Linked DNA regions of Mus musculus: regions 1, 2 and 4 are each linked to region 3. A link is a contact called in public targeted proximity ligation data. All regions are on one chromosome and are shown on one strand. The core of a region is the stretch at or near the end of the contact, and the rest is flanking DNA. Distances in the headings are between cores, read along the strand shown. Region 1 has its middle 50 kb from the start of Gm34076. Region 2 overlaps Apba1 (amyloid beta (A4) precursor protein binding, family A, member 1). Region 3 overlaps Gm34012 (a long non-coding RNA gene). Region 4 overlaps Smc5 (structural maintenance of chromosomes 5).

What was found.
Region 1: a contact with region 3 is called in a targeted proximity ligation map of extraembryonic endoderm stem cells. A contact is called at or near these places in 9 of 484 Hi-C or Micro-C datasets (the N1E-115 cell line, cerebellar granule neurons, cerebellum and 5 more), 4 of 130 datasets of targeted methods (astrocytes, embryonic stem cells and extraembryonic endoderm stem cells) and 1 of 9 other capture datasets (embryonic stem cells).
Region 2: a contact with region 3 is called in a targeted proximity ligation map of extraembryonic endoderm stem cells. A contact is called at or near these places in 3 of 130 datasets of targeted methods (differentiating embryonic stem cells, extraembryonic endoderm stem cells and pancreatic cancer cells) and 1 of 9 other capture datasets (embryonic stem cells).
Region 4: a targeted proximity ligation map of bone marrow-derived macrophages shows a contact between it and region 3, with 4 times the contacts expected there. A contact is called at or near these places in 25 of 484 Hi-C or Micro-C datasets (B cells, the C2C12 cell line, CD4 T cells and 15 more), 8 of 130 datasets of targeted methods (the NIH/3T3 cell line, astrocytes, bone marrow-derived dendritic cells and 5 more) and 1 of 9 other capture datasets (embryonic stem cells).

Annotation. Positions count from the first base shown.
Region 1 is chr19:23,965,567-23,969,987 of GRCm38.p6, forward strand. No RefSeq gene overlaps it. Among named protein-coding and RNA genes, the nearest start is that of Gm34076, 50 kb to the left of the region's middle.
Region 2 is chr19:23,799,251-23,803,853 of GRCm38.p6, forward strand. The region is part of intron 1 of Apba1 (amyloid beta (A4) precursor protein binding, family A, member 1); the gene reads left to right. Among named protein-coding and RNA genes, the nearest start is that of Apba1, 43 kb to the left of the region's middle.
Region 3 is chr19:23,518,277-23,523,063 of GRCm38.p6, forward strand. It overlaps Gm34012 (a long non-coding RNA gene), which reads left to right. Exons shown (of 3, transcript XR_386614.2): 2 at 4,236-4,334; 3 at 4,716-4,776. Among named protein-coding and RNA genes, the nearest start is that of Gm34012, 24 kb to the left of the region's middle.
Region 4 is chr19:23,245,488-23,250,383 of GRCm38.p6, forward strand. All of the region lies in intron 8 of Smc5 (structural maintenance of chromosomes 5), which reads right to left. Among named protein-coding and RNA genes, the nearest start is that of Smc5, 26 kb to the right of the region's middle.

The sequences.
Region 1 (4,421 bases), core at 1,840-4,339, 450 kb after region 3:
AATTCAAGAGTTGTGCCAATAGAAACCCATTAATATCATAGTATGGGCCCATCTTAATATGAATAATATATACTTTGGAGCCTAGGATGTAGCTCAGCTGGTAAAGTGCTCGCCTCGCTTGTATGAAAGGCTCAATCCTCAGCACTGCTTAAAGAAGTCATGGTGACACATGCCTGTAACACCAGTGCCTGACAAGTGGTGGCCATGGAGACCAGGAGTTCAGAAGTTCAAGGCCAGCCTGGACTACATGAGCCCCTGTCTCTAAAAATAAAAAGGTAAGAAAGTATCAGGGATCTTTCCTCTACGATCAGGAAAAGGACTATCAACGCTCCTCCACAGTGTACTGTCTCTTGTGAGGCTATGGCAGTGCCTGGCAAACACAGAAGTGGATGCTCACAGTCATCAATTGGATGGAACACAGGGCCCCCAATGGAGGAGCTAGAGAAAGCACCCAAGGAGCTGAAGGGGTCTGCAACCCTATAGGAGCTCTACAACAATATGAACTAACCAGTATCCCCCAGAGCTCGTGGCTCTAGCTGCATATGTAGCAGAGGAAGGCCTAGTCAGCCATCAATGGGAGGAGGGGCCCTTGGTCTTGCAAAGATTCTATGCCCTATGCCCGTATAGGGAATGTCAGGACCAGGAAGCTGGAGTGAGTGGGTTGGGGAGCAGGAGGAGGGGGAAGGGGATAGGGGATTTTCGGAGAGGACACTAGGAAAGGGGATAGCATTTGAAATGTAAATGAAGAAAATATCTAATAAAAAATAAAAAAAGAAACGCCAGCCAATGCAATTAATAATAATAATAGTAATAGTAGTAGTAATAATAATAATATAGTTCTAAAAAACATAATAAAGTCAGACTTCGTTTGTTTGTTTGTAGACAGGGCCTTGTTACATAATTCAGACTGGCCCGAACTCATGACTCATCTCCATTTTGTAAATGCTGGGATTACAGACTGGCAATCCATCTTTGGTGTCATCGTGACTCTTTTTAAAACAGACGCTGGGCCAGCGAGAGGGCTCACCTGCGCAAGGCGCTTGCTGCTAAGCCTGATGACCTGAGTCGAATCTCTGGGACCCACACAGTGGAAGGAGAAAGTCAACCTCTGCAGGGTAATCTCTGACCTCTACAAATACACGGCAATGTGTCCATACACATGCACACACAAGAAATAAATACATAAGTAATTATGTATATAGATGTAAAAAAGTTTTAAAGAGAAGTGATGTCATGGGGTTGGTGTTCCCACTCCACGTGAGTCTCTGAGTACTCTCCTTCCCTCCCAGGTTCCACCCATCAGTGTCCTTGGAGAAACAAGCAATCGCTCATGACTGAGGCAGAAAATAGATAGATACTACGGTTCTACCACTTGGCAATTATGTAACCTCAAGCAAGTACATTTCTTTCATTGAATATTTGGGCTCCTGAGCTACAAAATAAAGCAGCAGCCTTCCCGATTAGATGCCTCTAGCTCCCTTCTTAGGTTCACTGTTAAAAACCTGCTCACCTTCTGCAAGCAGGCTTGAGGCACACAGGCAAAGCAGCTCACAAGACAATTCTCCTTGCTTGGAAGTCTCTTGTGCCCTGCCCCCTCTCTCCCTCTTGTCCTCCCACCCCCAAGTCCACTGTGAATTCCTCTTTTTGGGTTAGAATCCACACACAGTATCTAACAGGCACTGGAAAAGCCTCTGCAGACCTGGGGCCTCCAGCCACTTGGCAAGAGCAGGACGATGATTCATCCTGAATGTTTGCCTCTTGCCTTTTAGTTAAGGCAAAACACAAGAGAGCTTGCCAGCTACTGGGATAAGAGGAGCTCCCTACTCAAAAACCATAAGCCTGAGGCAAGGCGTGGGTGGCAGAGCTTCCTACTCTGAAAAGGACACAGACTGCAGATTCTCTCTTGGAGCAACCTCTTAATCCCCTGGCCCTCTCAAGTTTCCTTGTTGGATGCTCAGACTCTACCCTGATGTACTTAGTCCAATTTTAGTAAGAAAACTGCACCCTTCCGGTCTGACCAATACCTCATTCTCTGCCTGCCTTCCATCTTCTCACTTTGACCTGCCTTCTGCAATCATTTGATTGAATTGATAAATCAAGAATTACCCGAAGGCTGGGAATGTGGCTCCATAGGAGCAGACTTGCCCAGCGTGCACCAAGTTTTGGGTTCTAACCCCGGCAACAGGACACTACCACCACACACCCTACTAGAAATCTCTGTCGTTGGGCTGAATCTGACCTCTCTCCCTCACTACAGACCCTCTTGAATAAAGTCACACCTTGCCTTAAAAAAAAAAAAAAAAAAAAAGAGCAGTGGGACATTTACTTTTGTTTTTTCCATCTAGACCTACAACATCAATAGATATAAATAAATTCTAGTGTTTCTTGTTTTTATTTGGGGTGGGAGGCAGGAGGGAAATAAAGGGTTAGAGAAAGAACTGAAAACAGGTGACCTCCTAATTTTTCTTCTTAACAGGGAGTACTGCCATTCTGACAGCAGGGTCACCTACAGGTCACATTTTGAGTTTATAACAACAGCATCCTGTGAAATTCTAAAGGAGAAAATGTTTGCTTCTTTTGACACATATGCCCACCAAGCGCACCTTGCCTTTAAACCTTTTTTTTTTTCCCTGTTCTCAATACTTGTCTCCTTGCTATGACCTGCATGCACTACCTGCCAAGGTGAACAGCATTGCCCTCTCTCTTCTTGCTTATCTTTGCCTCCTCAGCCCCTGGCCCTCTGCCTAGGAGCCTGTAGCTCAGTAAATACCTGTTGAGTGACTAGCTGAGTGAAGTGGAAGAAAAGTGCTGCCTTCTGGCTGCAGGCCTGACTTGCTTTTCAGAAGCCCCAGGGAGGAACACCTTGTAAACAAAGATGGCTGTGTTGAGGCCTTTTCCAGGGGCTCCCTCAGTTGTTCTCAGCTGTGGCAGCCCAGGGAAAGGTGGAGATAGGCTCCTTTGTTTTGCCTCAAAATCTCCTCTCCCGTGGAGAGGCTGGAGGCAGCTCCAGTTCTTCTGATGTTGAGGGATTTAAAGAGCCTTGGACTTTGGCACTGCAGGCCTCTCCAGGGATCTTCAGTTACTCACAGCCTCCTATACAGAGAGGAGGTACCGGGTGTGTGGGGCCAGTGCCTACTTGCTCCTGCTCCCTTCCAGTCTCCTCTTCAATGTCCAGGCGAACACCATAGAAAACCGGTTCAGGGGAGACAGGTGACTTAGACTCAAGTGGGCCTCAGACCAATGCAAACCAGTGTAACCCAGAAACAAGATTAAGGTCAGAACACAAACAGAGGAGTTTTGAAAGTTAATCTGAAAGATCTTTTTTGTTGTTGTTGTTTTGTTTTAAGGCTGAGCCAGGGAATCTGTAGATCCTGCTGAAACCCGGACACTCAAGAAAGCAAACAAAAGCAAGGAGGCAAGGGCAAACTGGTTAGGGCCAGTAACTGCCAAGGTGAGTGTCAATCCAACCAGACTGTCCTTGTTCCAAGGAGCTTCAACAAACCTTCCCCACCCCCAGCCCCTGTCGTGTGTGTGTGTGTGTGTGTGTGTGTGTGTGTGTGTGTGTGTGTGATGCCAAGTGTGTGCAGGTGCCCTCTGAGGCCAGAGGGGGCATCAGATCCCCTGAAGCTCCCAACATGAAGACTAGAAACAGAACTCTGGAAAAATAGCAGTCACCCTTTACTGCTGAGACATCTCTCCAGGCCAGCATGGTAGACTTTAGATAATAAAATCTCGGTGGAGATTAGATTAACTCCTATACAAGGACAGACACATTTTGAATGATGAGCAATGTGTCCCCCAAACCTATTCTAACCCTTCCCCATAGAAATAAATACACACGTTCGTTCGTGGCTGATCTGCAGATGAAGCAGTCTCCCATGGCTCTTAAGTAAAGCGATGTACTCCCCTGCAATAACCGTTCACTTGTCTTGTACTTTAGACCTAGCCGATGCTGACTTCTAACTTACATGACACAAAGGACCTGCACAGCGGATGCCATGACTATGGACTATAATAATTTTAAAGGGGGTTGTATTATGAAACTATAAAAAGACATGGAGGAAGCTGAGGTGCGTATGTCCAACTGAAAGAAATTGCTCAAAAGGCTACAGACACACGGTTGCAACCCTACCAGGCATGGAAAAGATGCTTTCCTACAAAGCGCCCATCCTCACCTGTGCTCACGAGGTAACAGGCCCAGGATGAGCGGCACCTCCACCTGCACTTTGTGCCTGTCTCCTTTACTTTGGGCCAGACTCCTGCTGGAACGCTGCCTGACGGTCTCAGCCTAGGTGTCTGAGAAGTGAGGCTCCTAACTAACTTCATCCCCCTTTGAAACTCCAACACTAAATCCTGGTCCTTCTCCTACAGCACCATGGATTCCGGGTAGGCAGGGTAGACCACCCATGAGATGAGGGCAG
Region 2 (4,603 bases), core at 1,156-3,655, 280 kb after region 3:
CAGGTTTATAAATTCACGCTGCTCTTTATTAAATTTAGAAAATGTTGATTTTCATTGAAAGCTGGCTCAGGCTGGGCATTAATTCCACTCTGGTCCTCTGGGAACTTTCAGGCATTTCCTATCTAGAATCTTTCAGAAGCACTTTGCCAATATATCCTAAATACAGGTTATGTATGAGCAAGAGGATTATGATAATTTACATTTTATATTTATGTTGCTTTATACCTCTAAAAAGGCACCCATCCCTACCCTGTGTGTATCCACATGACAGAGATGACAAGAGATCTGAAGACACCCCTCGTAAGAGGTGCCAACAAAAATCAGACATCAAAGACCTACTCACGGGCACAATCTAACACAACAAAATTGCTTACCAGTTCCCTTCAAACCTTATAAAGGGTTTGAACTGTGTTCCCCAATTTTTTTTGTTTGTTTGTTTGTTGTTTTGGTTTTTTGTTTGTTTGTTTGTTTTTCGAGACAGGGTTTCTCTGTGTAGCCCTGGCTGTCCTGGAACTCACTCTGTAGACCAGGCTGGCCTCGAACTCAGAAATCCACTTGCCCCTGCCTCCCAAGTGCTGGGATTAAAGGTGTACGCCACCAATGCCCGGCTGTGTTCCCCAATATTAAGACTAACATTTTTATGAGTTAATTTTTGTATCCAGCCACTTGGCTAGAAGTGTTTGTCAGATGTAGGTATTCCCTAGTGGGATGTTTAGGGACACTCATGTATACCATCATATCACCTACAGGTAAAGACGCTTTGATTTCTTCCTTTCCAATTTGTATCCACTTGATCTCCTTTAGCTGTCTTATTACTCCAGCTAAGATCAAGTCCTATATGGAATAGGTATGGAGAGAGCGGACAGCTTTGTCTTGTTCCTGATCTTTTCCACCTGTTCTGTTGGCTGGTCTGGACTTTGTGTGATGGGTTTTGCTTTACCTCATTATATTTTATTTGCCATTTGGTTGTTATCTCTTACAAGCCTATTCTCTTCTAATGAGAGATAGAAAGGGAGTGGATCCAGAAGGCATGGGAGGGAAAGGAACTGGGAGGAGTAGAGGAAGGGCAAACTACAGTCAGGAGAGATGAGAAAAGAATCTATTTTGATAAAAGAAAAAGGCTAACCATGAGCTTGTTAGAATACAGGTTCCTGTGATCCCACAAAGCCTGTACCAGACAGTCCTGTTTTAGACGGAGGAATCTGTATTTCAAGACCACACCTCCCTGGCTGACTTCCATGGAGAATGTGTGCTTTCATGCAGTGTTCCATATTATTAGTTGGTCAAGAAAGACAAAGACCCATTAAACAAGTCTAGGGACAGGGCTAAAAAGAAGCGGTCCAAAGGCCAGGACAAGAAAACTACATATGACAGACTCTCTTAAGGAAGTCCCCAGCTATAAGCTTATTGTTGCAGCTGTGGTCTCCAAGAAGCTGAAGAAGAGAAGTTCCTTGGCCAGAGCAGCAATTCGGGAGCTTAGTGAGCTACTTAAGAAGCTGGTTTCAAAGCACAGAGCCCAAGTAGTTCACACTGGAAACACAAAGGGTGGAGATGGCCCAACTGAGGGTACATCCCTCCCTCCGTGACTTCAAGCTTGCTCTCTGACACCATTGATCAGACAGCTTTTGAGAGGAAAATGAAAGAAGGCAGAACCTGCCTGTCTTCCACAGGACTTAAGCTTTAAGCAGATGTATTCCTAGGAGACATCTGGGGACAAGGAAAATTAGGCCCCCTGTAAATTATAAGATCACCCTGTGCCATCTATTTCACTATAGCCTCTGGCCAGTGTGGGTCACAGAAAACCAGAGAAAATGGGTACACAGTGAAGTCTAAGTGTCCCTTAAAAAGCACATTTGAAACGTAATAATATTAATAGCTTACTAACATAGGGTTTTTTTTTTTTTATGAGTCCCTCCAAGCCATTCTTGAATGTGCAATTTTCCAGACTTTTCCATTAGAGTTTGGCTATTTGAGACAAAGGCCATGTCTGCTATTGCCCCATTGTGATAAAGCCTGGGTCTTATCTTTGTAGCAGGAACTGTACCTTTGCCAAGGGAGTGGACATTTAAGCCATGAGGTCACTGTTCAGTCTGTGGCTGCTTGTGCTGGTCACAAAGGCAACAGTGCTGTTTCTAGGGACTGTGATTGCCAAAACCAGCGTGGACAATGAGCTGCTTTCCAAACATTAGAAGGCTCTTGGGGTTGGGAAATATTGTCTCCTGTTGTGACACTTCTAGGAGAGATCTTTAGCATGGCAGGAATTTAGACTAGTTGTTCTTGGGCACATGGAAGAATACATTGCAAGAATACATTCAGAGGCTTCTCAAAGTGAAAAAGCATAAAGTAGGCTTTGTATTCTCCTGGCCTGAGAATGCTTCTTACCAAGTGACCTCACAGGGTAAGAGGCATCTTGCAGTAGCATTTGCCTCTGCAAATGCAGACCTCATGAAACCTAGCTGTGAACCACACATAGACGCTCATTCTTTGTCACCCCCAGGCATGCAGCCCATGGTGCCACATTTATGCCTTTGCTTCACTTGCGTGATGGAGATATGTATGGCACGTGAGCTCTCCCTTGCCTCTTGCTGAGATCTGTGGCACACAGGCTAATTCTGTTGCGTCTATGGTGCATCATCTTTGACAAGAAGAAAAATGGATTGAATTATTGAATCTAACACGCATATGTTATTCGAGATTCTTTGGACACATCCCAGACCAACCGAGACACAGTCTGAGTGGAGGGCCTGGGGATGTGTGTTTTTTTAAAAGTTCCCCTAAAGTTTCAGGTGTTTGGTTGCCAGTCTATCAGATGATCTTTAAGACCACTCAGTTTTGATGGGACAAGGGACAATATCTACCGTGGTCATCAGGCTTGTGTGGGATAATAAAACATTCTTTGTTGCTAATCATAGCCACCATTGGGTTTCAATTAATTATTTCACTTTTGCCAAATGCCATGGCTTATTCACTGGTAGAAGGCAGATTAATGATCATAAAAGATTTGCCTGCTGGGACTTATTCACACATATTGTTCCTATTATGTTCACGGAGAAGAATTTTAACAATGATCTAACAGGCTTTGTCTAAGTTATGGACTTTCTATGAACTTATTATTATTATGTCCATTTTACAGATGTGAACAGTGGGGCACTAAGAGGACAATGAACATGCCCATGATCCCACAGTTGATAAGGAGTGGGACCAAAACTTAAACCTAAGCTATCAAACGCTATATCTGGGCAGTCAGCCTCAATTCTATTTGGTTTTCATTGGCTTTTCCTCTGGGAATGAAGGATGCTTGGTATAACTCCAGTTGGTCAGCAGAGCAGCTGCCTGCCTGTTGCACTGACTGAGTTTGAGGTATGTTGTGGACATGTGGGATACTTAGGTCTCTCACTCACACGAGGAAGCAGGACGAGACGGCAGACTGAGAAGAAACAGGGCACACGTAGGCAGCGTGGGGTGAGTTGAGTGCAAGATGGCCAGGAACATGGAAAGCAGCCATGGTCCAAAAGTCAGGGAAGGGCAAAGGAAAGGTCAGAGAATAAGAGGAGAGCCAGGGACCAGCAAGGACAGATTTTCTCCCGGTAAGGTGATATCAGCAGCATCAGGAAGTGCTGTGTCAGATCCCTGGGAAGCAGAGATGGGGCAGAAACCTAACAGCTATGGCATTGCCTTCAGGAAAAGCTTCCGTAGCATTCAAATACTGAAATACTAGACGACAAGGTACCAAGTGGGGTTAACGTGCTGTGTTTAATTCCCATAATCTTACATAATGCATTAAATAGGAGGCTAACTATTTAAAAAACCCCTCACATCACAATGATTGGATGGCCGAGCGGGTGGCTCTACTGTCTCAAGGCCTTTGAAGTCAGCCCCGTCCAGTCCCATCTCAGCACTGGCTCTCTCACTGCCTGTGCTCTGTTCAGCCCAGGCTGCTGGGCCTGGCTACTATTTGCCTGTATAGCTGCTAGAGCTGCCAGACTGGCCAGGCCTGCTTACTCTAATTTCCCTGCGGATGAAGGCCCTGGGTTTGAGAGACTGAGGCAGGCCCCTGCTGCAGCTTTCTGATCCCCCAACCCTCCCCAACTGCTTTCCTGCCAGATACACAAGGAAGAGATGACTGTGGACTTCCTTATAATCTCCAGAGCCCAGCCCCCTCCCCTGCCCCACTGTCAGGCTGGGTACCACCCACCTCCTTATCACATCCTTTCCACCTGCTCCTCACCTGACTCAACACTGGCAATGCCAATGTGGGTAAAATTGATGTCAGGCTTTGTTTTGGATTAGAGGATAATTACCCTTTTATTATAATGGTCTCACTAACCAGACCATTCTCAGGGGAAACTGGAGGGCCTTAGTGTTGGCTCCTAGCCCCGATTTTGGCAAGACAAGAAGAAGCAGTTTTGTAGCTAGGACCAAGCTTTTCAGAGACCCGTGGGCCTTTGAGACCATGATGTCAGGGGAAGGCCTTCCAGTGAAGTGCCTTCCTGCTGTTTCTCAGGGCTGGGAATCCCTCTTCCCTGATACTCTAGAGTAGGCGTCAGGAAATGTTCCACACAGAACAGAAAGTTGGGGTTTTGTAAGAAAATGTGTTTGTTTG
Region 3 (4,787 bases), core at 1,290-3,789:
AAATTCACAAAGAACTAATAGTAAGTTAAAAAATGTTCAAACAGAACAAATCTCTGCTGTCAAGAAGACAAGGGTCACACTTCAGGTGAAATATAAGAAATACTCTCTATTTCTTCAGATCCTCTCACATTGCATTCTGCTTGTGTTTTGAGAAAAACTTGATACTTCCTCCAGCAGCAGTGGATCTAGGCAGTTTCTAATATTGCCACCCAATGAAGTTATAATTTGACCATGTTCTTCCTGAATTCCATTCATCATCAAATAAAATCTCCATATATTTTTTTTTCTGAAATAAGAATCGCTGGCATTCCAGGTCTCCGTACATTGTCTATGCTGTAGTTCACAAATTTTAAGCCTTGTGCCGGCACTGACTGTCACTCCCTCCTGTCACGCTTCTAGCATCTGCTCACTTTTTCTAATCTAGGAAGATCCTTTTTAGTATGAATTCTTTTCAGTTATGGTTTTAACAACTGTTTTATCTACAAAATGTAGCAAGGAAATTCTTTACAGAGCCTCCCATGTAATAACGATGTTCTTCACAGAGCTGCCCATGCAGTAAGGATGCTCTTTGCAGAGCTGCCCATGTTCTTTGCAGAGCTGGCCATGTAGTAACAATGTACCTTACAGCATCATGCACATTACTAATGAAGGGTGGCTGAGAAGACTGGCCTGCCTTTTGCTTTTGTTTTTCCTAAATGGCTCTGTTCCAGTAGACAACACACTCTGGTACATCTGTTCAGTCAACTATAAATCTCCCTAAATCTTTCATGACTTGGTCTACATTTGTTTCTCTTATATGCAAATTACTATCCTTAGGGATTTTATCCAAACCTTCTTTGAGTGTTTGTTTGTTTGTTTGATACAGATGTGTCCTTGAAAAATAAACCTAATAACTTTAAAACCAGAATCACCCTATTTGAAGAGAATGCGTTCCTTTATAAGCTTGCTTTTGGTATTAACATTCTTTTCTAGTATTTTCAGGCAACTTCTATAATAAGCAAATTCAAACTTTTATCAATGACAAGTGTCATACTTGTGCATCCTGTACCACCTGATAATACTGGGATGTGCTCACTGCCACTCTTCTGTGCCATTCCTCTTACAGTGGTTTTCTAGCTCGGAAACACCAGGCTTGTATTAGTTTGCTGTTGCTGCTGAAACATATTTCCATGGAGTTTCTGGCTTCAAACAGCACAGATTTGTTATAGTACAGCATTGAAATAATAAAAAAAAAAAAACAAAAACAACAACAGTTTCACTGAGTTAAAACGAAGGTGTTGGCAGGACTGGTTCCTCCTGGAGCCTCTGATAGGACAATCCCTGCCCTTGCCTTTCCCAGCTTCTAAATGCTGTTCACATTCCCTGGCTGGTTATCGCCGCCATCAGAGGCATCACTCCAACCTTTGTTTCTTTCCCCACATCCTCTTTTGCTTCTTTGACCCTCCAACCTTCTTCTCATAAGAACATTGGTTATTACAATGGACCCATTTAGGTAGTTGGATCTTCCCATCACAAGAGCTTTAGTTAACCACATCTGTAAAGTCCTACTCACGATGAGAGGTCACATAGTCACAGGTTTCAGGGATCATGATGTAGCTCTCTTTGAAAGAGGCCATTCACATCCCATGGTAGTTGCTTAATTATCTGGGGATGCCATTTATTTGTCTTTGTTACAGAAATGAATCCGGATGGGCTAATGTTTTTCCTGGGGTATTTTTTTCTTTTGGAATAGTTTTCTCTGCAATGCTAGCCTTTCCACATTGGAAAGCCTTTTTCTAAAGGGAGTGGGCAGGGGACAAGTGAAGCAACAAATGGATAACTCCACATTCCCCTGTCTGATTTAAAACTGCCTGGTCCAGTGGCCATTTCCCACTTTGCCCATCTATACACCCACACCCATGCATGTGAGTGCTTGCGCGCATGCACACACACATACACATACACACACACACACCACACCACACACATACATACAGACATACACAAATCACACACACACACACACACACAAATACACATACACGCATACACATAAACACACACACACACACACACAAAGGTAGAGATGAAAGAGTCTCTTAGTTTTTAATATTTTTCCAGTCTCAATCAACTTGCTCCCTGCTGGCTTTTCTGTATGATTTATTGGTACAAATCTGTGCTTCTGGTCTCATGCTCAGCCTTGACTGTGCACTTTTCCTTCAAAATTCTGTTTCTGTTCTTTCTATTCCTCTCTTTGGGTGGTTGTAAGGGACACTCCCTGCATCCCCGTCATTAGAATAAGCCATGATTACAAAGTAAGCATCCTTTTATTGTAAGCTACGCGTTCTTCGTAAGTGATGGTCCCTTTTAGAAACACACTACAAACTCATTTTACTGATTTCAGATTAAAAGAAGAAAAGCCAATGGGTGTGTCTAAACATGCCCATTTGTTCCTCTTCCCTGCCATTACAAATTCCGAGATGATTCAGTCACTTCCTCCTACGGTCACCATACCTTCTGGGACACCAACTGGCTTTCCCTTTTGGTTAGAAATGAGCGGAGGCTCTGTGCAATTTGTCCTCTAATCAGTCCTTCCACTTTTAGCAACAGGAACCTCCCAACAGATGTCTGGAGAGTTGAAGTCATGACATCACCTCATCACTGTTACAGGGGAAAGGAGTCTTTACCGCTGACCACCTCTCTGTGATCGTGTGTCTCTGGCCACAAGCTTCCACACAGTTCTGGACTCTTCCACATGGTTCTTGTTTCTAGATAATACTCCGACTTAAGTAGGAATGCTTAGGCTGAGAAAAGTTAGACTACTTTTCTAGCTTATCTAGCTAGAGATAAGCTTAGGTGTGCCTGCAAGTGGACCTGAAACAATTTGCTGCTCTTGGAAATACATCAGTAAAGGGCAGACCTCTGATGCCATTTCAGAGAGCTACATGCTTTTAGAAACGACTCCTGCCCGTAGGCATAAGGCGTGCCACCTGGCCTGTGGCTTTGCTTTCACCGCTTAGCCACCTCAACTAGATTAGAGGTGAGCACGTGACCTCAGCGAGATCAGCAGAGTGACCTCAGGACTTCCATGGGGGATGCTGGGATGACATTTTCCTATGCTGTCGAGGTGGACAGGGAGCACACAGGTCAGGGCTTACAGCCATTTTGAGACTCCAAGAAGAGCTCATTTGAGAAGGTGCCATCTCGTAGAAAGGGAATGAGAAGAACTCAGGTTTTTAGGGCATTGTTGACAGCTAGAAGGTCAAGTCTTCCGATTTTTAGTCTCTTGTCTTAAAACTTATTTTTCTAATTTCCATTTGAATGTATATATAAAACACATATATATAATATATTATATGTGTATATGTATATATGTAATATATATTGTACATACACATGCATATATGTATACATGTATATTTATATATATGACATGATTTTTTTGCTATAGGTGAGAAGGTTAGTGTGTAAGGAAAAAGACTGGAGAGGACAGAGGATGAGCTCTGAGCTTTGGCCATCAGAAGGCATTTTCATCGTGCCCTGTCTTGCTTCTGTGCATACAGTAGAAAGGAAAATGAGCAGATTTTTTTCACTGTATGTCAGACAGTCATGGTGGTACATGTCTGTTACCTCAGCAGTCAAGGAGAGACCAAAGGTATGAGGATGGAGATCTGCCTGAGCTACATAGCAAGATCCTGTCTCAAAACAACCAACGAAAATGTTGTATCTCCAAGAACAACTCCTGCTGCTGTAACCTCAGTCTGAGTCACAAGTGTGTCATGCCAAGGAGTTAGACAGTATGGGGACATTTAGTCAGAATTGGTAGTATGCAGAGTTCCATTTCCCTGCCGTCCCAACTGCTCATAAAAACCCCGTCAGTCATACAACCGTTCTAAAGATAAGCCTCTGAAACACCCTCTTTCAGGTGCCAATAATGGCTCCAAATCAGACAGAAATTTAATTTATAATCTTTCCCCAACAACTTTCCTACCTTATTTAAGTCAATCTTATTTTCTACAACAGTAAGGAAAGCAACTTGCAAAAATCTTAAATAGCTCTAGAGATGATCCAAACTGTTGCAGTGCCCTGAGCCCTCATCCAGGATCTGCATCTCCACAACTGGGGGGCTTCTTCATCTCCCCAATCCTCGGCCCACTCAAGCAAACTTGGCTTAATACCATCATCTGTATAAAAACCCAGGCCTGTTTCAACTCAGTTTCTGCTTACATATAAGGTTGTGTTCATGTATCTTACAGTCTCTCCCCAGCAGAGTATGCGCCCCTTCAGCCATAAGCCACAGCTTTACCGTGGAGGATAACCTAACCGATCTGTGTCCTTGGTACCTGGCACACATAGTAAGTCTTCAATAAAAGCTCATGTGGAAGGAATGTCTTTATTCAATGTTTGGCTACAGCTAGCACTCCCTGCTGACTTCGTGTTCCCTGCCATCATGTGCCTTGGGCCGTAGAAGAAGCAGACTTAAAGGGGGGATTCCCATAAATGGGATGATAGTTTCTCACAAAGCCAAGCATGGAATGTCATGTGATCTAGAAGTTCCACTCATAGGTATACACTGTACTTACCCTTCTAGGGTGAGCGTGCTTAAGTGGTGTGTGTGTGTGTGTGTGTGTGTGTGTGTATTTGTGTGTGTGTTTATTATTGTGTTGTGTATAAGATTTCTGGGGCATGTTTAGTGACTCTGAGTCTAACTTTCTTTCTTTGTTTTTATTCAACAGGATCTTATTATGATGCCATTCCTGGCCTTGATTTTACAGACCCCTGCCTGCCTCTGCCTCACAAGAGTGCCA
Region 4 (4,896 bases), core at 29-2,528, 270 kb before region 3:
AAACAAAACAAAACCCATACACATTAAAAAATAAGTCTACAAAAAGGCTACATACAAATATATAGTACATCTAACTTGCTTTTGTAACTACAATGCTGCACTGAGTTAAATTAAGGAAGCACACTTCATATGCTGCTAACCGGTTTTATTTCTGAGTTTTATTTATTTCCTCCTCTTCTCCATCATAAAAGTTATAATAAATTAATGTTAAGGAATATGGAAAATACATACTTAGAACAAATAAAAATAATTTATAAAGGAATGTCTTTAAGCTTTATACTTCTTCAATGCCTACTTCTATCTTATTTATAAAACATTTGTATTAAGTGGGACCACTCAAGCTTCACTGACATTTTTACTACCCTCCCCATATATTCTGCAAAATAAAACTTTTACACTGGTATCATATTTTGTCATATGGAAGCACCACATTTTAATTCCTTATTGTTAGAAATTTCTTTCTGAAAATTTAAATTTGGCACTATCAAGAAATTAAACATATGCCAAATCCTGTCTTCTATATCAAACACAGAGAAATAAAAGAAAACAAGAGTTTTTACGTATACAGAGAGAGAGAGAGAAAGAGAGAGAGAGAGAGAGAGAGAGAGAGAGAGAGAAAATTAAAAAAAATAGACAAGAAATCAATGTTCCCATTAACAAACAAAATCTAAGCCATCGGGAGAATAAGTGAGCATGTCATAGTGTAAGAACAAGCTACCACCAAACACATGAAAAAGCCCAAGTCCACAGAAACTGATCATACATGTATTTTGTACTTCCAACATTGTGCTATTACGAAAAAGAAAAGAAAATAAAGAAAATCCAGTAGACTAGCAAAAAAGTTTACCAAAAGATGGTCTTTACCTTGGGCCATAAGAAAAGGAAATGCATCAATGATGCCTCAGTTCCTGGGTATGTTTTCTCAACTGTAAAACGTCTGCGTTCCTCATCCAGCAAACTATCAATAGCATCAATAACCACATCAGTCCCACCATGACTGGTGCTGATGCTGAACTTCAGCACATTTATAACCTCACCTCTTCAGGTTTTGTTAGATCCCATTCTTGTGTTGCTCAATCTCTCTGAATGTACTTTGTTACTCTAGCCGAAACGTGGGTATTTCTGAAAGATACTTCTGTACTGAGCTCTCTCCAGTAATGACTGGCATAAACCTTTATTTCAGGTTTAGAGCCAAGGGCAGAGGCCCCCTCATGGCAATGAGTCCTTCCTCTTTTAATGCACTGTTTCAGATTCTTTTAATACCATGTGATCAGACTTTGCTACCATCATATCCTGTTGTGAATTAACTAGTTCCCTAAAAGTCCTCCCTCACTTACACACTGATGACTCTGGCACCAGAATCACTCTCTTCTCTAATCCATCATTATGCCTATGGTCATGTGATTTCAACCCAAACACAGAAAGTAATCTTTTTGGTTCCTGTGTTTCTTTTCTTAACTTCCAAGGTATTTTCCTTTTACTCTAGACAATGTAAATCACCAAAAATCACACAGCTTCTGAAACTGTATTTCTGCAAACCTATTCCTTGGTAATTACTTCCTTCTTTCCATCATGTTCAGCCTTGTATTCCTAACCCATTCCTTAAAAAATCCACAGGATGTTGTAGTCTACTGACCTACTTTCTATCATCTCAATCCATCTTTTCCTTTATTTCTTTAGCCAACTGTGTTCCATAACCTGCCAGTCATTCACTCCCTTGCTAAGACCCATCGATCCTTAACTCATGACATGTTGAAAAATAACCTTAATTCTAGCCATATTTCTGCTATATCTAAACAACTGAAATAATGTAAGGCTGCCAGGCGTGGTGGCTTTAATCCCAGCACTTGGGAGGCAGAGGCAGGCTGATTTCTGAGTTTGAGGCCAGCCTGGTCTACAAAGTGAGTTCCAGGACAGCCAGGGCTACACAGAGAAACCCTGTCTCGAAAAACAAAAAAACAAAAAACAAAAAAACAAAAAAACAAAAAAAAAAAATAAAGAAAGAAAGAAAGAAAAGAAAAGAAATAATGTAAGGCATCCTGAAAAGCTGGTCTCATTTTAAATTTACAGTTATCACAAAAATGGCAGTCAAAACTTTTACCACTAACATATTTGAATTTTTATGTAGATCCTCTCATTTCACCACAGCCAAGCCTTCTGGCTGTCTTTCTCTATTAAGTCCTTGCCCCACACTCTGTAAGAAAATATTTCAAATTAGAGTACTTCCTTTTGTTGTACTTTAAACTCACCACACACGTAGTCTTCTTATCCCACAAGGTAAAAACAGTTCCTATAAATAACTAAATCTAACCCCTAAGACTACTCCAGAAGAGTTTTTCAAATTATTTATAATGAAAGACTTTTAGAAAGAATCCCAAGCCATGCTTTATCAATTACTATTATAATAAATTATCAAATGTCTTAGAAAATATAATCTAAGATAAATGCACCTTTAGAAAATTCCCCAAGAGAAATAAAAGCGTATAGCCATATAAAAAAAAAAAAAAAGTATACAAGTGGCTGGGCGATGGCTCCGAGGGTAAAGCACTGCCAGGCAAGTGTGAGGACCCGAGTTAGAGCCTGTGCTGATTAGTTTTTGTCATCTTGACACAAAGGGACTTCTTGTTACCAGGGACTAACAACGAGTGTGTACTGCTTGCCTTGATGCACGACTGATGTGGGAGGGCACAGGTGAGGGGCAGCACCATCCCTGCACAGGTGATTCTGGGATTTATAAGAAATCTTACAGGCTGAGAAAACCATGAGGAACGGGCCAGTAAGCAGGGCCCATCATGGGGTTGCTTCAGTTCCTGCCCTTAGGTTCTTGTCTTGAATCCTGCCCTGACGCTTCAGTGATGTATTGGCCTTTCACTCCCCAATGATAATAAACCTTTTATTCCCCAACTTGCTTTTGGTCATGGCCTTTATCACAACAACAGAAATCTAACCAAGACAGAAGCCCAGAACCCATGTAAAACCTGCATTTCTGTAATCCCAGTGTTCCTACTGAGGCAGAGACACAAGAACCTTCAAGTTCATGGGCTAGCCAGTTTAGCATATACAATGGCCAACCACAAAAGACACCTTGTCTTGAACAAGGTAAAAGGTGAGGGCAGACTCCTAATGTTTTCTCACCTCTACATACACACTGTGGCACATGTATGTCAGCACCCACACGTGCACAAACACAAAGATATACAAGAGTGGTTACAGATTAGTTAACATTCTCAAAGAAACTATTTTAATTTTATTAAATGGCAAATAGATTAAATAAATTTTAACCCTAAGGAAACTGGAAAACAGAATAAACTGTATACGTTGAACTGAATGAAAAGAAAATGACAACATATGGAAATGTGTGGGGCGGAGCTCGCTCAGTGGTGAAGGAGAATGAAGAGCAGTGTTCACGAACTGTCCCCGCTCAGCAGGCTCCAGCTCAAGAACCTTGCAAAGGAGCAAAATGAAACCACATCAAGCAGCAGAAGGAAAAAAGAATAAAACTGGAAAGCAGTAAAACTAAGTGAGGGGGGAAATGGGTGAACTTCACAAACTTCTGGAAGGACACTAAAGAAAGAACTGGAGGAAAAACTGGAACAAGTACAATGCAACATTCCCATGAAGTAACATGGATTTTACTACAGCCTCTAGACATACTGTACTGAACGGTACAAGAATTATACTTACATAAAAACTGACATTTTGAACAAAACAAACTGATTTGCTTCCTAAACACAAATTACCAAAACTTAAAAGAATATGAAACAGACTATTTGAACAACCTGAAAGCTGTGTTTATGAAATCAAATTCACAATTCTAAAATAAATTCCTAGGGAGCCAGCAAGATGGTTCTGCTGGGAATGGTACCCACCACCAGGTGCCTTAACCTGATTTCATTTGATCCCTGGAATCTATATAGGAGGAGAAAGGACTGACTCCCACAAATTATCCTTTGACTTCTACAAACATGTTTGATATGGGAGTGTTCACCCCTGCTCCCACATAAGTATACAGTAATAGTAAAAAATAAAAGTTTACGACCAAATAGTTTTACTTCAGAATTATGTAAAATGTTTAAAAAATTAAGACTAGTCTCATACATAATCCCTTTCAAAATCACTTTCCAACTCACTTTAAGAAGCTTGCTATTATGCAAATCCCTCATCAGACGAAATGAAAAAGAAAACTACAGAAGAACACAATCCCTCACAGACAGAGTGAAAAACCCATTAACAAAATATTAGCAAGTAGATTTCGTTCACATGTGAAAAAGATAAATGCACATTTATACACCACAATCAAGTAGGGTTCATGTTAGGGAAGTAAGGTTGATTTGCTATTCAAAAACTAATATAAATGTAACATAAATATCAATAATCTAAAGAAGACAGTAACACATACATACTAATAGAGACAGAGACAAAAATTTAGCTTCATTCAAAATATAAAGTTTCAGAAACAAAGCCATCTGTAGAGAAACTTCTTAAATCTGATAAGGTTCATTCTACTTATAAAAGCCTACAATATAATACTTAATGGTGGAAATCCAATGCTTCCTGAGGTCATAAATGAGACAGTCTGTACTCACTACTTTTACTCAACAGTGCTAGAAATACTAACCAGTGGAATAAGTCAAGAAAAGGAAACTAAACACAAATAAATCAGAAAAGAGAACTCAAGGCCAATTCTATTTACATGTGACTCAGCATTTTTTTTTCAGCGTCATGATTGAACAAATGTTTATTCCATGTTCTGCATATTATTTCTCACAAGATTTTAGGTAAGGGGACTGTAGAGTTGGCCATGAAGTGAATAGCACTTATTGTTCTTGCAGAGTACCCAAGTTCAGTTCCTAGCACCTGTATCCTGTAGCCCACAATTGCCTGACTTCTATTTCT